Regions from separate parts of the Lactuca sativa genome. Here region 1 is linked to region 2. Evidence: chromatin contacts called from public Hi-C data. All regions are on one chromosome and are shown on one strand. The core of a region is the stretch at or near the end of the contact, and the rest is flanking DNA. Distances in the headings are between cores, read along the strand shown.

Evidence for each region. A called contact is a pair of places that touch in the nucleus more often than the background predicts.
Region 1: a Hi-C map of leaf shows a contact between it and region 2, with 5 times the contacts expected there. The contact joins the promoter of LOC111879329 here to the promoter of LOC111882377 in region 2. A contact is called at or near these places in 3 of 4 Hi-C or Micro-C datasets (leaf and seed).

Annotation. Positions count from the first base shown.
Region 1 is chr8:228,891,396-228,895,181 of Lsat_Salinas_v11, reverse strand. It overlaps LOC111879329 (tetraspanin-19), which reads left to right and starts at 1,474. Exons shown (of 7, transcript XM_023875782.3): 1 at 1,474-1,624; 2 at 1,777-1,959; 3 at 2,524-2,623; 4 at 2,843-2,923; 5 at 3,026-3,130; 6 at 3,265-3,455; 7 at 3,621-3,786. The coding sequence starts at 1,817. The coding sequence ends at 3,435.
Region 2 is chr8:228,399,161-228,403,033 of Lsat_Salinas_v11, reverse strand. It overlaps LOC111882377 (expansin-B3), which reads left to right and starts at 2,614. Exons shown (of 4, transcript XM_023878734.3): 1 at 2,614-2,950; 2 at 3,164-3,470. The coding sequence starts at 2,764.

The DNA.
Region 1 (3,786 bases), core at 225-2,724, 490 kb before region 2:
ACTTTTTGAAAATAAAACTTAAAAAATAAGGTTATTTAGATACTAAACTTTATTTTAAAAGATTTATGTGGTTTTAAAAAAATGTTGAATATAATATGATCTAAAACGAAAAGATTCAAAATATTTATGATTCAAAAAAGTTATGATTCAAACATGTTTATGGTCTTTAATTTGTTATGATATAAAAATATTTTTATTCAAATATTTTATGATATTAATTATATATTTTATGATTTAAAATGTATAGTGATCTAAAATTTATCACGAACAAAAATTGTATTTAATTGAATATATTATTGATCCAAAATCACGTGATTAGAAAATGATATCATCCAAATTACTATGATTGAAAATAAATTGATATAAAATTTTATGACACAAAAATAATATAATCCAAAATTAATATAGCCAAAAAATATTATAATATTTAATATCTTTATGATTCGAAACTTTCATAATTGTTAAACATCAAAAACTTGAACCCGTATTTAGTTCAAAAAATTAAAAAAAAACACAAGTAACTTTAAAGATGTACTAAATGGACGATGAAAACCTAGCAAATCGATTTAGATGCAAATCGAAAAATTGGTTGTGAAAACATACACATACGAATAATGATCCATATAAAGATTGGTGATTAAAAACCTAGAAACCGGTTGTGAAAACACACAATAATGAACATACACATACGAATCTTGATCAAGATATAGATTCTTCAACGAAAACCTTGTAATAGTAGGAGAAGAAAGGAACAATTTCTAAAAAATGATGGGAGGCATGATTTTGAATATCGATTTCCGGGTTGTTTCCAATGCGAGGTTTATTGATCTCTAATCCATGTCGTTGTCGTTCATGGCCACCATGAATGTGCATATGTCCGGTGACTTTCATTAGTTGCCACTTTGAGTTTTCTATTTCCTACATATGCCTTCATCAGCAATCGCTCATGAGCTTTATTTGTTTCCTTCAACTTTCTAGGTTTTCACTAACTTTGAGTTATTACGAGGAAATGTAATGATATAGAAAGGGGGTGTATGGTGGATGGGTTATTTGAATATGAGGTTTATGTAATCAATTTCGATTTTTGGTGTTGGGCATAGATATCTTTGATTCGGGTGTTTGTCGATTTCATATTAGTTTTAAAACAAAATTCGTTAGAGTGCTCTTCACTAGAAAAAGTATTGGAGATCGGTATAAAGGTGATGAACTTAGTATGTGAAAATATAAGAGAGAGAGAGATTATTTATTTGTTTTTATTTTGTAAATATTAAAATATATGTTAAAAAATATAAAATAAAAAAAATTCAAGTCATTTTTAAATTTATCAAGGACTAAAACCACCAAAAAAAAAAATCCAATTACACTAATAATATAAATTAAAATTTTTATACTAGTAAAAAAATACACATGTTTTTACAAACCATAAGACCAAATTCGCACTTTAATCTATTTTTTATGCAACAAAATTTCCAAATATCATTTTTTACACACGTCAACAGGTGTATCTGAATTTGATATACGATAAGTCAAAATTGGGTTTTTATTTGACTTTTACAGATAGCCGCCTCACCCGAAAATCAAGAGCCCTTCTGATCGGCGGCACTGCCGGCGGAGCCGTTATTAGGTCTAGATTTACTCCTCCAATTCTCCTTCAATATCGATTCAATTATTGTTTCTTCATAGACGCCATCAGCTCATCACTGTGGATCACCCCCTGTTCTCCTAACCCTAATTGTAATCTTAGGGTTTGCGATTTGTGTTTCTCTTTTCTTGTAGGGGGTGATTGTTGAACCAATCCAATCATTTTTTGACAAAAATGGTGAGGAGTTGCGTTCAATCGTTGCTGAAACTGGTCAATTCGTTCATCGGAATGTTAGGGATCGCGATGATCATTTACGGCTTGTGGATGATTAGGGCTTGGCAGCGGCAAATGGACGGCTCAGATTACCCTACTCCATGGTACAACATCTCTTTCACGTTTTCACCGAGAAAAAGCTTTTACTTAATTGTTAATTGATTACATTATTTCTATCTAATCTAGTCAAACACATTCAGTTCATAATTACGATTCGATTGGGTATCAAACTCCCTGATTTTATGCTTAATTTGAATCATAATCGAAAAAAAAGATGGAAGTGATATGATTGCAAGAATCTTGCTATGTGGAAAACGATGAAAAAGCTTTTCTTTTTCAAAAAGTCAGGCTGTTAAATGCTAGCATTTATGTCATTCTCAACTTTTATTTATGAGGAGGCTTCATGGGGTCTGTAGATTGTGGTCAGTTTTGTTGTACCTTTTTAAAAAAAAATTTTATTAAAGTTTGATGATTAAATTTTAAAGTATATATAACATCCTAAAAATGCGGAAATAATAACTTTAAAAAACTAAATTTTAATGACATAACCAAAAGATCCCCGAACATGAGAGTGTCCTAACAATAAGGAGTTGACAATACATTACATAGGTTTTTTTTTTTCTTGGAAAAGACCTAAATACCCTTTCTTTATAACTTTAACAATGTAGGTTCATATACGCCACGCTTGGACTTGGTGCAACTTTGTGTGTGATCGCATGCTCCGGTCACATCGCCGCAGAGACCGCAAACGGATGTTGCCTCTATTGTGTATCCTTATTTTAACGTTACTCTATAAAAAAATTATTTTTTCAGTAACCCTGAGCTGACCCACAGAACCTGTTCCAAAAACATCATCTCAGATGTAAATAAGTGGCCCGCCAGATAGCTGACATAAAAGTCCAGAGCCCACATTGGATATATATGACAATAGTGCAATAGTTTTAGTAGAAATGAATATTACGATTAATGGCCTTAACATGAATGTAGTATTTGGTCTTTATCTTTTTGCTTTTGATGGTGGAAGGTGCGGTCACAACGGATGTATTTCTAAACCGGAATTGGGAAGAGGTACTTTCTAGTGACGAAAGCTTTACAGTTCTTTACCCATAATAGCAATGTACTTACATTTATTATTTTCTTTATATAATATTATTATTTTCATGATTTCAGGACTTTCCGAAAGATCCAAGTGGGAATTTCCATGAGTTTAGGGATTTTATTAAGGAGAATTTCGATATATGCAAATGGGTCGGCTTGTCCATTCTTGGTGCTCAGGTTCGTGTGTTGACGTCATCTAAAAATATTTGCGGCGTTTAGTTTGTTAAATATACCGAAATATTTTTTAATTTTTTTTTTAGAACGGTAATTTAAATATTTTTAATTTTTATTTTTATTATAATTAATGGCAGGGGTTGTCTATATTTTTGGCACTCATTCTCAAAGCTCTTGGGCCATGGCCATATCATGAAGTAAATTATGATAGTGATGATTATGCAACCATTGAAGATTATCCACTTTTAAGAAATTACCCAAATCAACCCCGTTATGTTGTTGGTGCTCCGGTCTATGGCACTAGATGATTTTTGATATGGACAATCAGGTAGCTTTTCAGTACAGTACAGTATAATTTTATACTGTGTTTGACATGTATTGGACTGTAATATATATTGTTGTGACTTGTAATGGATAAAAAAAAATATATATAAATATTTTGGTATTATGGGTAAAAAATAAAGTACTTCCATCATGGTTTTTAAATTTGTAGGTTGTTACATGGAAACATGTTGTGGGAGCTTCGGGAAGATTCGTTATTTGGTTAAGTGTAAAACGAAAGATGTTTTGTTCGTGGAAGGTTAAATAGAATTTATTCAAACATATTTAGTGTAAAATGCTGTTAATTATTTATTATATATAGGAAATTAAAATTGAGG
Region 2 (3,873 bases), core at 1,365-3,864:
ATATACTAATTTGTAATCATATTATTAATTAGTATGTAATCAGAAATTAATTAGGAATTAATTTCAGGATTAAAGGAATTAATTAAAAGTATTGGGGTTGTTTTGTAATTATTTGATAGTTGAGACTTTGGGCTATTGGATCACCTTTATTAAGGCTTGAATGAAAATCCTAGAAGGGTCTAGGAGTTTTCATCCAAGGGCTTAAGGAAAGGAGTTCATGGACTTGCTTAGGCCCTAAGCTAAGGGATTAAGGTTTCCACCTTGAAACCCTAGTTAGCCTTAAGTATAAATAGCACCCTAAGGCACTAAATTCGACTAACCCTTGGAGAAACCCTACTAGGGTCTAATTTTAGAGCCTTTTGCCTTCATTCCTCTCTCTCATATTCATCCTCTCACCTAAAGTGTGTTTGTGAGCCATTAGAGGTACTACACTCGTGGTACTTGCTTTCAAGAGCTAAGGAAATTCAAGGAACTAGTTGTTATTACTATATAATAACAAAAGGTATGTATTATATTCTTTTATGTGGATTTCAAAAATAGTAGTAGCATGCTAGGTTTCTTTTTGTGTTCATAAAGTTATATAACTAATAGTGAAAACATAGATCCAACTCTAGGGTTACATGCACACATAGGATTGTTTGTATAAAACCCATCATTTAGATGGTTGGGTTAAGGTGGGAAGCTAACAAAACCGGATGGGTGGGTTAATGTACTGCTTCGTGCGATGGACCAACAAACCCGGATGGTTGGGTTGAGACTCTATGTCAACAAACCCAGGATGGTTAGGTTGAGGCCATGGGCCAACAAACCCTATACGCATGCACTGTAATTGTATTTCTGATGCGTTTGGTATTTTGGAAAACTGACTATGCTTAGGCTTACAATTTAATTTCATGGTTTCAGGTACATCAAATGATCGGGGAAAGGTGAATGCGCGATTGTGCACATAATCCTTGGATATTTTATTTATAAATTATTTTGGAATACTCTGATTAACGATTATGGATTTTGAAACAATGTTTTGAATGATTTATGGATCTTTAAAATGGTTTTAAAAATAAAAATATTTACTATGATTTTTGGGATGTTACACCTATCACCTGGTGCACCAGCCAAAACATTACCTAACATCCTCTGTCTCTATACCTGCTTTCCAATATTGGCCTCGCCAATATCAGCCATATTGTCGGTAGAACTCAAGATCGCTTTTACGTTTAGTGTGGGCCCTGCTAAACATGGTGATCATGCTCTCCTTAATGTCCTCTACAAGCTTAGATGAACTGGCCTATAGGCTCTTTGACAAACTTGGCTTGGAGGAGTTCACCAAGGGATCCTCAAGAAAAATGAGTGTCGTCCATAACCAAAGTATTTTCTACTTGCATCTCTTAAGGTTGCTCGGGGAGAGTAATGTATTCGACTATACTCCACACCTATTTCAAAAAAGACAAACATAAACGAAATGATTTATCAAATCTATTTTTTACTTTTAAAATGGGGGAGAAAAGAACATAAATAAACTTTTCAAGTGAAACGAACCAACTACTCGCAAGATGATTGTTATTTGCTAAATAGGATCCTATCAAAGGATGTTGGGAAATCTACAGCGTTGATGTTTTCTCTTCAACATGAATCGCAGTATTAAAGAATTTTTAAGATGTATGTTAGTTTTTTTCTACGATAACCTTCATCTTAGACATATAGAGTAAATGGCGACAGGGTTAGGCGAAATTAGGTTCATTGCTACGATTTAGTAATAAAATTTATGACTGCAAGTATGTATTGTTGAACGACACGCTGAGAACAATCAAATCAATAATACTCGCCAGGAAATAATGGTGATAGTGAATCATTAATACTATCTAAAATAGTATATGTGAAGAGTAGAATAATCTTGCTAAACATTATCGGTTTGCTTTATGTCAAATAAAGGTCCCTTGCAAGTTTGTGTTCAAATTTACGTGGAAACTTATGACCATTTGGTTCAACACAAAGAATAACCTATCTTTGGTCGAGCGAATCACTCTCTTCACCCCCACTCCGTATCAACTAGGGAATTTGTTTTTTAGTTTTTAAACACAAAATATGCTATTTCAAAATAAGATCATTATAATATAACCAATAATTCAAAGGCTTAATGAAAACAAGTTTGCCTTTGTGAAAGCTCTAATATACATGATAATTTTTGTGCAAAAACATGTTGAAAAAACAAATGTGAATAAGGTATATTTTTCATTTTAATACCGGAAAGATAACTATTAATATAAAGGTAAAGTTGCAAAAAGAACCGTGATCACAAACCCCCATAAAGAAAAACCGGTTTAGAATCATCCAACAAATCTTTAACGATTAACGATACATAAATAACAATATAATATTAAAAGAAAATGAGCAACCCAAACCCGACCCGACCTTACCGACACCCAGCAGTGAATAGTCCGGATTTGACGCCTTAACTGCCGGTAGGACCCATACAAAAGGGAAAATGGTACGACCGTAAATAACTGAAGTCAGCAAGGGTATAACTGTAAATTCATCCTTACAATCTCCAGTGTATGTTACCCGTGTTTCCTTTGTCGCCTTTTTGAGCCTCGTTATATACCGATGTGAAAAGCTCAGTCCTAACACCGTGGAAATCCAACTCTGTAAACCCAGTGTCGGCATTCTCTCTCTCTCATCTTTTTTCTCTCTCTAAAACTTGTTTGTTATACGTACCTCGTGTACTCCGCCGCCGGCCGACACGGTGGTTGTGTTTTTCCTTCCACGATGGCGCTTATATCATACACCAACAGCTACATTGGCAAAATATGTGTTGCTATGACGTGGTGGTTTGCGGCTGTGGTGTTTCAGAGTTTGGAGATCTCCGGTGGGCCGATTATGAACTCCGTCAACTCACATTGGCGTCCGGCCACCGCGACGTGGTACGGCAGTCCAGAAGGCGATGGAAGCGATGGTAATTTCATTAATTTTACTAATTTTACTAATTTCAGTAATTTGAGTGATTTGATTTCTGTTTAAAGCAACAAATCTAGTTTTTTACGCAGAAGTGACTTGTCCTCTATGCTTCTTTGATTTGTACATTTCTGTTCAATTTGTTGACTGAAATCAGTGAATGAAACCTGAGTGAGTGTGTGTAAATTGTAATAATGTAATTCCACTCTCGTAGGTGGCGCGTGTGGATACGGATCTCTGGTTGATGTGAAGCCATTTAGAGCGCGTGTAGGAGCAGTGAGTCCAATTCTGTTTAAGGCGGGTGAAGGATGTGGGGCATGTTATAAAGTCAAGTGTTTAGATAAATCAATCTGTTCTCGCCGGGCGGTGACCGTTATTATCACCGACGAATGTCCCGGCGGTTACTGCTCCGGCGGAAACACCCATTTTGACCTCAGCGGCGCCGCCTTTGGTCGCATGGCGGTTTCCGGCGATCACAACCAGCTCCGTAACCGCGGCGTACTGAACATCGTTTATCGCCGGTATTCACGCAGTCCTTTAACGGCTTTTAGTTAAATTAACAGTCGTTTGTTTTTCTTTTTGGTCAGTTTGGTTTCAGATTTTTATTAAAAAATACATATTTTTAATTAACGTGGATCAATCTTTCTATAAATGCTACATGGCCCCCACCACTATTCAAAAATGACAACATCCACCCCTTAGTTTTTATTTTTTATAACTAATTAGTTCTTACAACATGTACTTTCAATATATGCTAAGAGACACTTTCACCATCAAAATCTTTATAAAGTTAAAAAAAAATCTGAATAATTTTTTAATCCCTGAAACTCATCACATTGTTATAAGACCTTTAAGTTTGTTCGCACAGTGAGCAAACTTAAAACTGTTGAAAACTAAATTTAATATTTCTAAAATTATGTTATA